Regions from separate parts of the Mus musculus genome. Here region 2 is linked to region 1. Evidence: chromatin contacts called from public Hi-C data. All regions are on one chromosome and are shown on one strand. The core of a region is the stretch at or near the end of the contact, and the rest is flanking DNA. Distances in the headings are between cores, read along the strand shown.

Region 1 (7,525 bases), core at 3,716-6,215:
TGGGAAGAATTTGAAGCCGTTTCTCCAAGCAAGGTACAAAGAAAAGAAAATAAGCACAACCAAGTGTGCTTAAAGTCCTTGATCATTAGAGAAATGGAACTCTGACACACGGTAAGATGTAGAACATCATGCGCTCTAGGTTGTATTTAATAAGACAGATAAAACCCACAAAATACCCAGTGTTCGAGATACCGTGGAAAGCCAGAACTTCTCTTTGTTGATGAGAGTATAACCTGGTGGAACTTCTGAGGAAAACCACTTGATTGTTCCTCAAAATGTTCAGTATGATCTACCAGCTCCATTCCTAGGTGTTTAACCAAGAGACATGTCCACACAAATTTCACCATAATGCCACCACAACACTACTTGTTCTTAGAGCTAAGTGACAGAAGTTTCATATGTAGAGGTTAGCAGATGGCTCACTGGGTAAAACAGCTTACTGTGTAAGCAGTAAGACCTGAGTTTGGGTCCCCAGAACCCATATAAAAGCCAAATACCTAGTGTGGACTCCTGTATTTCTAGTGCTCCAATGAGGAGATGGGAACTGAAGACAGAATGTTCTCTAGAAACTTGTGAGCCCTATGATCTGGTGTTCATCCTGGAAAAACCACAAAGAGTCCCTGGGTCAAATAAGGTGGAAGTTTGTATTCTGACTTCACTGTGCATGCTGTGGCACACATGTGCTGCATACACACACACACACACACACACACACAAACACACCTCTCCATTCACTAACTGATAGTGGATGAAAATCTCTAATGTCCTGATTCATATTGCATGGGTGTATGGATGAATTTTTAAAATACCATGTTATACCAAAGGCCGCAGGCAGTGGATTCCATTTAGGTAGGATCTTCAGAAATGGTGAATACAAAGAGACAGTGAACACAGGACTGGTTTCTACAGTTTTCCTCTAGGTTGATGGGAGGAAGAAATTGGGAGTAGTCACCAACAAGTATGGGGTGGGTTTTTATTTTTATGCTCATACAAATATTTCAGTGCCTATATCTACACATTATTGTAAATATAGTAAAAAACACTTAAGAGTTTTATGCTTTAAATTTAGTGATGTTTCTTCTTAGAAGGTTTTGTCCACTATCAATGCCAAAGATAGATTCTTGTTCATCTCTAACTTACAGTTTAGATTCTTAGGAACAACAAAAGCAGAGTAGGTATTGAAAGTATTTCTTGTTGCAATTGACATCTCCTGAAGGGATAAACTGCTAGGACACAGTTCCATATAATGAAAAATAAAAGCATTGTACTATGAAGAAAGCAAAAGTAATTACAGATATATACAATCTTAGCAAATGGCCAATTCTGGAATATATATGAGCCAAATTTCATTTCCTCAAGAATCTATGTGTATTTAAAAGTATCCCTGCTGGCAGGAGTAGGAGTCAATGTGATGGGCTGCTGATGGTGATGTGTACACGGAAGGCCTGCGTTGGCACTGAGGCCAGAGCCTTGGAAACACACAGAGGCAGGGAAGACTCTGTGTTCTGATAAAGTGAGGCCCTGTTTAAAGTTGGGGAGCTGGGAAGTGAATTTGAAAATCAGGTCAACAGTGGCTAGCTAAGGGTTTTGAGGGGTTTCAGTATTAATCAGGAGATATTAGTCAAGATCATTCTGAGACATGACAGATGAGGATGGGGGAATTACCATCTCAGAAGATATCAAAACCTCCAGTGGATACAGATGAGGAAAATAAAGGATGAGAGTGAGGGAGTGAGGGGTGAGTAGTGAATAATTAAACCTCCTCCTTTGCACATACATACTGGGTTAATGTGAAGAACTAAGTTTGTAGCTTCACAGGAAGAAGACTACGGGAGAGGAGAAACTCAAAGACAAACAGAGAGACCAGAACGCCTGCTAAAATCTGACTGCCGGTGTAGATTTATTTGCAACTACATTTAAGCATTATGCTAATTACTCATGCATCAATCATCTGTATTTTATATAGAGAAGCTCAGGGAGCTATTGTCTTTCCTGATGGTTATTGAGTCAGCATCAGTGCCAGCTGGAGTGCTGATTAAAACCTAGATTGCTGGCCCCACCCGGGGTTTCTCAGTGGCAGAACTGGATGGGTCTAAGAATGTGCTTGAACGACAAGTTCCCAGGGATGGCTGACAGTTGCTCAGTTAGGGACCAAGGGCACCTTGAGAACCAATGACTTAACAAGGCAGGGTTTCAAGGAAGAAATCCCCTTGATCTTAATGCCTGTGGAAGGATGGAAGGAAGTAGAGGGTTCAGAGCATGTGCCACTGCTGTTAGGTGCTGGGCACAGAGTGGAAGAGGGTGAAACAGGCAAGCTATTGCACGCACACAGCAGACTCCAAGTGGACATCTGTATGCTTTTATACCAATTAGCAATGCCATTTGAATTTCCAGACTAATGGTTCCTAAATGTAGCCATGGCAATACAGGGTTAGTAAAAACTATGTGTATTAATCTTATTAATAGACAAAATGAAAAATACATAAGCAAGATAAGTGAACAGAAAGCATCCTGGAGCTCTGTGATCCAAGGGTTACCAGATAAAACGTCAGTTGATTGCTCAATACAATTCTTTTCTCTCCAGAGCTGAGGACTGAACCAGGGACCCACCCTTGCCTAGCAAGCACTATATATATCACAGAGCTAAATTCCCAGCCCTGCTCAAAACAATTCTTAAGGAAGAATAGCTTTAAGAAAGGCCTGAAATCAAAATGTATCTGAGAGTTTCTAGAATTTCTTACCAAATAAAAACATAATGTACAGTTAAATTTAGTTTCTTATGATAAACAATGCTTCATTTTTAATATAAGACAGTTTTGTGTATATTTGGGACTGTCACTAAGACACTAACAATTTTTCAATGAGTATTTAAAATTTAAAAATGTAACTGGGAAAGTGATGTTTTATTTGGCAAACCTAATCCAGATATTCATTCAATGAGGGCTTAATAGGCTGACAGTTTTATAAGGGACACAAACAAACAAACTTACCACATCCCACACGTATCAATGAGTAATGGAATAGAAACTGCTGAAGTTTGAAGGATACAGTGAACTGGAGATCAATGTGGCTGTTCAACAGAAAAAGGCTCTGACACTAAGCAGATAGGGATTCAGCTGGTCCTGCCAGCTCATGCTGAGGTCAAGCAGAAATGAAGCTGTATGAGGTGCCAGCAGGGAAACGGGTGGGTGCAGCATGCTATTGCACTAAGACCAGATGCTACAAGTGGTATAGCACAGGCTTGAAGCACATGTACTGACCCTCATCAATATTTAACATGGATCCATGACCATGAAATTCAGCCCCTTTTCACCCAATGTCTCAAGGACTACAAAGAAAGACCTTAGATGACATCATACCAGTAGAAGATTAGATACTGAGCCCTTGGGACAGGACACTACTTCTGATGCTTGCAGTATTTTCAATTAGGAAAATAAATAGATCATTGGTACTAAATCCAAGAAAAAAATACCAAGAAGGTTTTGCTCATCATAGAGAAAGAAAACAGCTGTAGTAGGAGGAAATCAGCTTTCTCTGTGGAGTGGAGCCACGGCATCTCACACACCCAGGGCCATAGCAGAAAGCCTTGTCCTACTGTAGTCAGTCAACCTTGGTGCTACTCTTTTGGAAATGTTCTCCAGTGACACAGTGCTGAGGCTTTGGTTTCCCAGCTGTAAAGCAACAGTTTGGGATTACACGATCTCTCAGGGCCCTTCCTGTTTAATTGAATAAATCATTCATTAAACACTTACTGTGAGCCTGCCATATGCAAGGGAATTTTTCTAAGAGCTATGATGGATTCAAAGAGCTGTTTAGTCATCATTGGGTCAAATAGTGAAGCACGTGGTTTGTCCCTTCTGTTGAAGGGCCCATCTGGGCACCCTAGAGGAATGGCTGCTGGCCAGGAAACTCAAGCAAGTAGGACTTGCCAAATCTCCTTCCTCCCTTTCATCTTGGTTTTACCCCTTCCCTAAATTTCCTCAGGAGAACACCACCTGTCTGCACCCCACTCCCTGTGGTCCCTACTCTCAGCTTTTCAGTGTGAGAATCACTTCACCTGATAATCTCATACGTGCCAGAGCCCTCAAAAAGGAAGTGCTGGACTGCACGTAAGAAGCCAGCAAGTTAATGGTGTCCTTCAATCTTTGATTTCTTTTTACATAGTACTTACTCCAACCAGGAGCTGATCCAGACTAAATCAAGAAAAGAGAAATAAGATCATCATTTGTCAAAGCTTGTTGGTGTTAAACTAAGGGCCATTATCTCATTAAACCTTCACAAACAGCCATGACAACTGTTTATTATCCTCAGAGATGAACCTGGACAGGAAACAGCCAGTGAAGCTGCCACCAGTCACAAGCACCGGGGAAGGAGTAATTGCCTGTCCTACAGGCACGGTCTCATTGAGCTAGACATCACTAATTAGGTTAGACTGGCTGGCCACTGAGCCCCAGAGATCCTCTTGCCTGTTCGTCTTATTTCCTTGGTGGTAAGAGTGCAAACCTGCACCAGTGCACTGAACTTTTACATAATCCTTGCGATTGAACTAAGGTCCTCGGGCTGGCAAGGCAAACACTGCCAAGTTAGCCATCTACCCAGACCCACAGTGATTTGTATCACAGAAACATCTATTCACCTTGTCACATGTCTTTCGTGCTGTAGCAAAAAGACTGCAATACACTGAGCAACCACTAGGTTAATCTGGGAGTCTCCCAGGCAGATGAACACCCTTGTAATCCTGCATCTTATATATAGATATTTTTCCTTTATACACAAATGGCTGGCTACATATCTGTAGCAGAGCCACCATTGCTTAGATCAGTGCATGTGACTCTGAAAGTGTCTCCATAAGACACCACTTTCTTCACAGCTGTAAGAGGCTGTCCATCACCATAAGATTCCTGCCCATTCAATAAGATTCTATTGGAGGGTAGAGCTTCCAGGGGCCTAAGTTCTATCTCCATGGTGTGTCCACATGCAAGAATGCAGGTAACAAAATATATGAAACTTTAGAATGAATTTGTTTGCTGGTCATGGTGGTAGATGCCTGTTAACTCCTGCACTCTGGAGGCTGAGAGAGGAGAATAACGAGTCAGAGGGAACAGAGAAATGCAAGACTGGACTACATAGCAAGGCATGGGTTTAAATGGTCTAAAAAAAGACCAAATGCAAACAAAGAGTAGATTTTTGAATAGTCTTTTCTTATTATATGTAGGTAGATGGTGGCTATTGCTCTACTAATGTATTGTGCCTGATCTGTTATTATTCTTTTCAGCCTTAGCCCTACACAAATTGAAATGTTCAACGTTGACATTTTAGCTCCATTCACGGGCACTTTCCTATCAAACACTGCTTTCAGTTTTCAAGAACAGAACTTGGTGCCTCGTGCTACCCACATTTATTTTAGTATCATGCACTACCACAGGGTTCTATAGAATTCTATTCGATACCTCACTGTATCAATTAGCTACTGCTGAATAACAAATTGCCTTAAAAAGTAATGGCTGAAAATAACCATCCATTTATGCAACTCATGATTGTGTAGATCCAAAATACTCTCATCTCGGCTGTACTTCTTGATGGATTTGTGGTTGGCTTGAGGTCTTCTGTACATCAGCTTTAGTGATCTTGGTTGTGTTTCCATTTGTCTAGGACCTTGCCTAGGACAAATGATCTGGCTTGGCACTGATCCACAGAGTGTCTCATTTTCCAATGGGTCAGCATGGGCTTGTTCATCACTGTAAGGCAATGCTCCACTACAGCACACAGAACCAGGCAAGGTGTCATGTCCCTTGCTTTGAACTTGCATAGTCTCAAACACAGTCTTAGACTGTGGTTTTCTGACAGGGTTTCAGTTAACCCAGCCTTACCTCAAACTTGCTATGTAGCCACAGATAACCTTGTACTCCTGATCTTCCTTCCTCTGCTTTCTAAATGCTGGAATTGTTGCCTGGAGAGATGGCTTAGGGCTTAAGAGAACTTGCTGCTCTTTCAGAGGTCTGGAGTTTGGTTTCTGAAACCCACCCTGGTCTGCTCACAGCCACCTGTAACTCCTAATCTAGGTAATCTAGTGCCCTCTGGATTTAAGGGCATCTATAACTCCCCCACAAACACACACTCAATCTGATTTTAAAAAAATGTCAGAATCCTGGGGTTACAGATGGGCATTGACACATCCAGCTCCCAGTACATTCAAGAAATAGGCCTTGATATTCCTTTCCAAAAACCACATTCCTAATTAGAATCTGGGATCCATTCTAAAAGCAATCACAATCACCCAATTTCATTCTGTTTTTTTTTTCCTCTTTATAGTTTATTTTGTGCATGCGTGTATGTACAGGCATATGTATATCTCACAACTGTGGACATTTTGTTCTCTCCTTCTACTATGAGGGTCAGAGGGATTGAACTCAGCTCAACAGGGTTGAGAACCAGGACTTATTGAGAGCCATGGTGTTGATCCCCACCCACCCCAAACTTCCTTCTCTATTGGTGTCTTCTATCTATAACCAAAATAATTAATCTGCTAATATACTGGCAAATATTGGTATAATGAATTAAGAACCTGGAATAGAAGGCCTCTCATGGGTCCCCTGGAGACTAACCCTGGCTCCAGAGGTGACCCCATGCTGATCTGTGTTCCTTGGAAAATAACCCTGGCTCCAGAGGTGACCCCCATGCAGATCTTGGCTAACAAGAGACACTGGAGGAAATTAAAGGGAAGGAGGTCAGATTTTCTTCTCATCATTTGGCTGCACTGAGAGCAATTCTTTAACAAATGTTGGCTAGTTTATAGCTATGGCTTGGAGAGTAGGTCCTCACTGTGTTTCCAGGTCCCCTGGACACAGTTTTCCACGGCTCACATCAGCCACCCTGCTCAGGGCTTCCTTGCTGTTACACACAGATGCTTTAGCATTCTTTGAGGATTTTATTATAACCCTGATACCTCCCCTGAAGCAAGGCTTCCTCAAAAGTCTCTTCCTATAGATTCTTCCAGAGTCCTTGGACCTGTCACCTCTATGAGTAGAAAGGCTTCTAACCTCAGACAAGAAAAAATAAAGTACAAACTTGAACAGTACAGAAATGACATATTTCTATCAACCTCTACAAGAAATGCAGCCCCTTTTTGGCTATGAATGTAGGTAAGAGCAGCAGCTCTAGCTGTGCTCCTGCCACCCCAGCTGTGACTGATGTTTTCACATCTCATTACAGGTGTTCATGTGTCACGAGGTGCTGTTTGCCTCCATTACAGAAACACTATGCTAGATATGACACCCCACACGGACTTAAATATGGATTAATAAAGACACACATTTATTTTTATGCAAAATTGCTTTAAATTGTCTCGTTGGTTGGATTTCATTTTACTTAGTATCCTTCTGCAACCTTTATACATCTTATGTGCTTTGTGATAAGGTCTTTCATACACCTCTCTCTCTCTCTCTTTCTGCCTCTGCCTCTGCCTCTCTCTCTCTCTCTCTCTCTCTCTCTCTCTCTCTCTCTCTCTCTCTCACACACACACACA
Region 2 (7,525 bases), core at 3,454-5,953, 110 kb before region 1:
GATTTTCATAAGTGACATGGTGATGTGCTCATTGCAAAAGCAATGAAACATGGGAACCAGCAATTTGTTCTTTAGAATACAGTAGGGAGAGCAGCAGGACCTCAGTGGTATTAGTGAAGGGCACCTCAGCCTCCTGCACAGGTCTCATGTCCTTTCTGCTATCCTGGAGATTGTTGTTTTTAATGTCACTGTAGAAGAGTGTTACTAATAAGGTATATGAGTCTATACAAGGTATAAGGGGATAGTATTTTAGTAGTGGTGAGTGTGTCTACACATTCATGAGTGATGGCTAGGAGGTACATTGGCTTGATTCATACTCTTAATTGGTCTACTATATAACAGTTTATTAAGACATAGGTGGGAGTTAAGCATGTTTCACTACCTCACAGAAAGCAGGACTTCAAGGACATAGTTGTAATCGAAAGAGGATTGGGTAGACTGAAAAGTGTCTCCAAAATTTTATCCCTGATGCTCACAACTCTTTGTAATGAAACAGTTGGGTCTAGGCGTTTCATGACCTATTACACTAGAGGAGAAGTAAGTGAAAGCCCACATTGATTCAAGGAACTCTGGACCCTCATGATATATGATTTGGTTTTGTGTGCACCGGACTTATTGAACAAATCCTTCAGTGTCTAGCTTTGTCTTAGAGCAAGCCATGACAAAGCCTAGTCCTTTACAAAGCAGCCACAAGTCGCATCACACCTTCAACTGCCCACATTCACTGCCCCAACTCTTTCCTTTACATCAAATGGATACAGTTCTATCACCCTATACTAATGACTGTACTGCACCAAGCTTCACCCATATTTCCTGTCTCACTTGCCATTGTCATTTTCTCATTGATATTCTGCATGAAAACACTTTCAAGTACTGGGCAGATCACCCCTGCCAAAAATAGCAGACCCATACTGAGCAGGATCCTGTCCCAACATGACTTCTCACTGCATAATCAAGGACATTTCTACAACAGGCCTGTGTCTTAACTTCATCTGTAAATCAGGGAAAGAGCATCACTCATGGAGCTGAGTCAATACATCCTGCTTACCATTGTGTCTGCTGTAGAAAGTGCTCAGTTTGTTTGAGATGTTTTTATAGTTACTTTGTAGCAAACACCTGAGTTGAAAGAGATGACTGCTTGAAGCTTTTATGTAAGCAAGTGAGAATCAGTGAACCTCAGTACTAGAATACCTTCTTCATAGATAAAAATTTCCTTTATTCTTGTGGCAATGCCATGTACATTAGTAGGGGGTAGTAATTCAATGGAAATCCAATATGCTGGTTGTCATGCATACAGTAAAATGCACCCAGGATGATTGCAGTGACCAGTAAATTAAAACAAACAAACAAACAAACAAACAAACAAACTGTATTTCCTATAATCAGTGTCTTAAAGATGGGCAGAAAAGGAGAATTACTACTTCAGAGTTCAATTGGGAGGATTGGAATCCTGAATAGCAGACTAGGATCCAATGTTCACACTAAGCTTAGTAAAGAATTATCAGCAAAAATGCAGAGATGTGGGACAATTTTCTAAGTTGTTTTAAGACAAAAATCACAAAATGAAACAAACAAAAACCCTATTATTTCTTTTCTCCCTGGTAATCTCAACGCATTGTAAAGGTGTTGGTGTAATTCAAAGAGTTGTGACTTTAAGTGTTTGCCCTCAATGTATAATATGGAGAAATACAAAGCTCATAGACAGGCCAGTGGGACACTCCCTTGGTATCAGGTCCACATTAAGAGGAGCACTCCAGGGTTTCCTTGGGTGTCTGTTCATTTTCTATTCTCTGTAAAGAATCACGGAGTGCCTTCATCTCTGACATCGCGGCTGTCTTTGTCCATTATTGTTGTTAATCACCTAGATTCTTTCATTCCATAGTGTTTATGACAGTTGTCCTCCAAGTCACTCACTGATTAAAGTCACAGTATGTTTTCTAGCTAACTGCTCTCAGGTTAAATGGGATGTTTACTGGGACCCTCAAGGTCAAAAGAGGCATCTATAAGTATCTCTCTTTTGATCTCTCCCTAGGTTAATACAAAAAAATATTAAATGCAGAGATATGTGAGAGGGTAAAACACTTTCAATTAACTAGGTGAATCTGCTCTTCACCTCTTGCTGTTGCTGGCTTTTCTGGCCTATGTTAAACTATAGATAATACCAAATAAATGCCCAGGAGTGAAAAATAGTGAGGCAAGGGTGCAATAAAGGGGACCGGGCAAGTCTACCATTGCCATTTGCGCTTTTCAAGAGTGAGGCTTACAGGGGGCTTTTGTGGATGGAAGAGTCAGCAGATGACAGAGATGCCTGCCTCTTTTTGTCGCTGTGTACCAGGATCACTGCACAAGGGCTGCACAAGGGCAGATGCTTGGGGCTTGAAGTGGGGAGCTTGACACAGTGCTACTGACATCTTGTCCTAGAGTTGAGTCCTGCTGTGGCTTTGGGGTTATAAACACTAGTATCTAAGCAAAAAGATAAAATGCAGAGTGAATCTTTGGAAATAGACCAGAAAGGCTGTTAAAATGCTCATCTTTCTACTGTTTATAATGAACCTAAAACATTATGTTCAAGTCACATACCAAATGCAGTCTGGGGCATAAAAGGAAGGACTGCTCTATGGGGGCCTTGGAGTCTTGAAGTGCCCTCTTCTTGTCAGACTTTTGACAGTGAGCCAAGGCTCACCATTAGTAAGGCAAAAGGCCTGCTGCAACATTATTTAATTAGAACATTAAAGAGATGCACATGCCAGCTTAAACCCAGGAATTGCAGTATTATTTAATGAAGATGCAGATAGCCTCCATTTCCTTCTTCCAGTCTCTCTCTGATTCCACAAGTTAGAGAAAGGGATAGCGAACTGTCACAATGACAAAAACATTCTTCCTTTCCAGCAATTCTCTCATTTTGTTATAGTTTAGAAAAAATTAAGTCATGATAAAATGGTAACCAGTAATCAGTCCATATGCCACAAAGTTGAGTATTCCAGGAAATAGAATGCTTTAAAAGTGATTGATGGGAGAAGGCAGATGCTCTCAGGATCTGCCTGGTTTGCTTTGTTTTTGTTTTTTGTTTTGTTTGTTTGTTTTTTGAGTTGCTGATGCCAAAGTGATCCCTAGAAATGTGGGGTGTGCTAGATTCAGGACTCTAGGCATTTTAATATGAATAAAGTATTTTAAGTATCATCGTGACATGGTGTTGACCTTCGACCTAAAACTTCTTTATCAGTTTTGATCCCTTTATCTCAATTCAATCGAAACTTTGATGCTATAAAGACTTCAGGTCCTAAGTGACCCAGATCATGTTCTATCATCTTCTAAAGAATTCTGAAAAAGGTTGGTGGATTCTCTTTCTAATCCTCCATTTAATATTACTCGGGTGTTGACAAAGAAATGCTATTAAATATAGGAATAAATATTTGACTCAGTCAAGTGTCTGGATGCTGATTTATGAACACATTGCTGTCAGAGTAAGAGGGAGAGAGGGAGAGAGGGAGAGAGGGGGAGAGGGAGAGAGGGAGAGAGGCAGAGAGGCAGAGAGGCAGAGAGGCAGAGAGGCAGAGAGGCAGAGAGGCAGAGAGGCAGAGAGGCAGAGAGGCAGAGAGGCAGAGAGGCAGAGAGGCAGAGAGGCAGAGAGGCAGAGAGGCAGAGAGACAGAGAGGCAGAGAGGGAGAGGCAGAGACACAGAAAGACACATTGCTTTTAAGTCAGCATGAAGGTCCAGGCCTTGCCCACATGCAGGAATCTGAAGGCACAGTTACAAGACAAAGAGATAAAGATTATTCACACTTTACCAAGCAGAACTTTAAACCCCAGGAAGAGGAGAGTGTGCATATGCTAAGCAAGGGAAGAAACAACCAACCTGCCTGCAAAGAAAGTGAAACTGCTTCCCTGTTTTAGCCTTGCCTGCAAGGCTGTCATCCGGAAGGCTTGATGACCAGCAGGTCATCTATTTTCCTCAGGTCCATTCCCAGTGAAGGCTCTGACTGTGGGGTACCCTCTTAGGGCCTTTCAGGCCCTACCTTGCCTGCTGAAGGGCAAATGATGGGAGGTTGCTTTTAATTCTCTCCCAGCCTCTTCTTTTGTTATCTCGCTGCCTGCCATCTCTCAGATGCTTGTGCTTGATGGATTCTGTGGAGATAAAGATAAGGGTAATTTCTTGCCTACGATGCTTTTCTTTTGATCTTTTGTGGTTTTATTTTTGCACTTTGGAGTGCGGTCCTCCTACTGTGCAGACAGATGTGCCTGGATCCTATTGAGATGCAGCCTGGAGCACACAGACCTCAGACACACTGTTCTGAGATGGCTGCGATCTTTTGTACCCTAGATGCAGGAAAAAGAGCAAATGAGGGTAGTGGTGACTTGGGGAGGGGGTGGATACAGGAAATAGGTGTGAGGCTTAAGGCATAGAAAGCACTGGATTGGGAGACTGGTGGAGTCGAGTCCTGGTGAGGAGAGATGACTGCCTGCCTGCCCTGTTTGGAACATTTCAGAGAACTGGCATACATCTTGTGTTGGTGGCAGGGAAAACAAATCCAGCTTCCATTAAAAAATCTCACATTTGCAGGGCACCGTGATAAAGAACGGAGACAGCATTGCTCCATTTGTGGCATCCTAAGGGTCGAGCCTGAGCAGCCCCAGGAGCAAGCACGTCAACCCTTCCTTCTCTGCTCTCAGCCATCCCCCCAGTGTTGCATGAGTCAAGCAGTTCTGCACGCTGTGCTCATTTTGAAACTGTGACCATACAATAGAGTGAGGCTGACATTATTCGCAGAACTGGCCAAAGCTGGTTCCGGAGTTGAAGTTTCAACCCCATGAAAACAGTTTTATGCCTAGTGACCAAGATTCCTTGGGAAATGTCTGGTTTAGACCAAGTGTAATCAAAGGCAATGTAGAGCAAGACAATAGGCACAGTCTTAAGGCATGACCTTCAAGGAGCTTACCCAGCTGGATCTGGCCCAGACCCAAAAGCACATGTCTTAGTGTTGTCAGATTCCTTTCCGTGGCGGGTGTGCTCTTCACTTCTGTCTGTGTGATAGCTTTTCAACTTCCTTGTTGTAAATGTTCTGCTACTACTATGGATGCCAGGCTTTGTTTGATTTCTGAGATGTGAGGACGTGGCCTCATTGTGGGCTTCATACCAGTGCTCAAAAGATACCATAGCTCGTTTCATGCCCTGTGGTTTAACATCATGAACTGGAGATCACTCTCTTTGTAATTTAAAAAATATAAAAAGCATCCTACATGTAATTATTTACCTAGTCCTCAATGTGGGTAATATGGAAGGTAAGCTCACATTCAGAGATCCCCTGTCCTGGTTAGCTGTAACTCTCAACAGTCTAGAGTCATCTTATAAGACAGCCTCAGTTGAAGACTTACCTAGAAGAAACTGGCCTATGGACATGTTTATGGGAGATTTTCATGACTGCTAACTGATCCTGGAAGATACAGCTCACTACGGGCAGCACCATCTCTAGGTAGGTGGTCCTCCTCTATATAAGAAATATAGCCATGATCCAGCTAGAGCGCATCATCCTTAATGGTTCCTACTGTACTTAAGGCTATAGAGTGATTTCTTCGGTCAAATGTAATGATGTACAGGCATGCCTTTAAGATCCTGCCTAGATTTCCCTCAACAATAAACTGTGATCTACAACTATTAGACTAAACCGTTGCCTCACTTATGATTATTTCGGTCAAGAAATTTTGAAACAGCAACAGAATGAAACTAGAACATTCCCCCAACAACACCTCCCCCTCAAAGGCTACATTTTGCTAGGCTTCTAGGATTGTAATGAGTACTCAGCTGTAGAAGATTGGGTTCATACAGTGGTATGCCAGTCTGCTTTTTGTTGCTGTTATAAAACACTGGCAAAACCAACTTGGGGAGAAAAGAGTTTGCTTTAGCTTGGTGGTTAGAGTCTATTTGAAAAGCAAATACAGGAACCCAAAGCACCAGCTTGAAACATAAAGAACACTCCTTATGGGCTTTATGGTCTTGCTTTCTACACCTGGTCCAGCCTGCTTTGTTATACAGGACCACCTGCAAAAGAGTAACAGCACCTCAGGAGACGGGGGCCTCCCACATCAAATATTCACCAAGCACAAGCCAGTCTGATGGAGGCAATTGCTCAACCGAGGCGCTCTCTTACAGGTTACTCTAGTTTTTGTCAAGTTGTTGAAACTAAACAGTTCAATTTGTTCAGAGTCTAGATTCTGAAATCAAATCACATGGCCTCAAAGTTAAAAATCCAGCACTCCCTAGTTCTGTAACTTTGGATCAGTTACTTCTGCCTCACATTTTTCTGTAAAACAGAATATTAATTTGAATCTCCTAAAGTTTTTATGAGGATAAAACTACGTTACCACACATAAAGTTCAGGGGCCATTTTGGTGCATTTTCTGCTTGGAGTATTAAATTAATCTTGATGGATATATAAAATATTTTATAATATTAAAGGAGTACTATACAATGTATAATCATGTGTATATATTACATATCAATTTAAGCACATCTACCACTTCAAACATGTATTGCTTCTTTATAATAAAGGTTTCAAAATCCTTTCTTGTCATATTGTGGAATATAGTTCTTTATACTACCTAGACACTCTACTATGCAACAGCACTCCAAACAGTCTTGCTTTGTAAGTGTAGCTTAGTTGCTTTTGATGGGATGTTCCCTACCCTTTCCCTAAACTCCTTCAGATCTTTGATAACTACCAATTCACTCTCAACATCAAAATGGTATATAACAATATTCCACATAAGAGAAATCGTGTGCTTTGCGCCATTCTATGCTTGCCTCTTTTCATATAATATGTCAGTCTCTGCGTCAATAAATGGCAGGATTTAGTTCTTTTCTGTCCTGTACATCATCTATCATCTCTTCTTTATCTTTTCTTCAGATGATGGGTACCTAGGATATTTCTGATATTTCTGTCCAGGATACTGTAAACTAAGCTGTAAGGAACATAATATATATATATATATATATATATATATATATATATATATATATATATATATATATATATACACTAGTGGGAATGCTGAAATCTATGTTGTCTCTATTTTTTTTTATTTCCGTTTTGAAGCATTTTCTCATGTTTTGTATAATGGCTGTACTAACTGATCTTCCTGCATCCTCACTGGCACTTGCTATCTTCAGCCTTGTTGCTGGAGAGGCATTGCTCTTTTTGACTCAGGTTTCCCTAATAATGAGTGACATTGGGCTTCTCATATACCCACTAGCAATTTACATATCTTCCTTTGAGAAGTGTCTGTTTAGGTCTCTTTTCCACTTTTAAAACTAGGTGTTTGGTTTTGTGCTGTTGAATATTTTCAGGTCTTTCTTGTGTTCCAGATCTCAACTCTTTGACACATTTATTCTTTGCAAATATTCTTCCCATTTTGTGCGCTGTCTCTTCCTTTGCTGTTTGCATTTCAGTTCTGAAGCTTTTTTATTTCCATGGATTCCCACTTCCAAGTTATCTGCCTTGTCCAAATAATTTACCTATTCTCGGGTTCT

The links. A called contact is a pair of places that touch in the nucleus more often than the background predicts.
Region 2: a contact with region 1 is called in a Hi-C map of cerebral cortex, with 2.2 times the contacts expected there. The contact joins the enhancer-like site here to the promoter of 4930517E11Rik in region 1. A contact is called at or near these places in 1 of 39 promoter capture datasets (the 3T3-L1 cell line), 4 of 484 Hi-C or Micro-C datasets (the N1E-115 cell line, cerebral cortex and nephron progenitors), 1 of 115 datasets of contacts at active chromatin or transcription factors (pancreatic cancer cells) and 3 of 9 other capture datasets (adipose tissue, liver and pancreatic islet).

The regions. Positions count from the first base shown.
Region 1 is chr2:124,127,396-124,134,920 of GRCm38.p6, reverse strand. It overlaps 4930517E11Rik (RIKEN cDNA 4930517E11 gene), which reads left to right and starts at 4,965. Exons shown (of 3, transcript NR_040611.1): 1 at 4,965-4,989. It also overlaps a transcript of Sema6d not described here.
Region 2 is chr2:124,232,184-124,239,708 of GRCm38.p6, reverse strand. It overlaps a transcript of Sema6d not described here. Among named protein-coding and RNA genes, the nearest start is that of 4930583P06Rik, 14 kb to the right of the region's middle. Within about 2 kb of position 4,703, at least 36 of the 459 cell types and tissues checked have an H3K27ac peak or open chromatin away from gene starts, as enhancers often do. A contact at or near this core is called in the N1E-115 cell line and cerebral cortex, where this site is marked.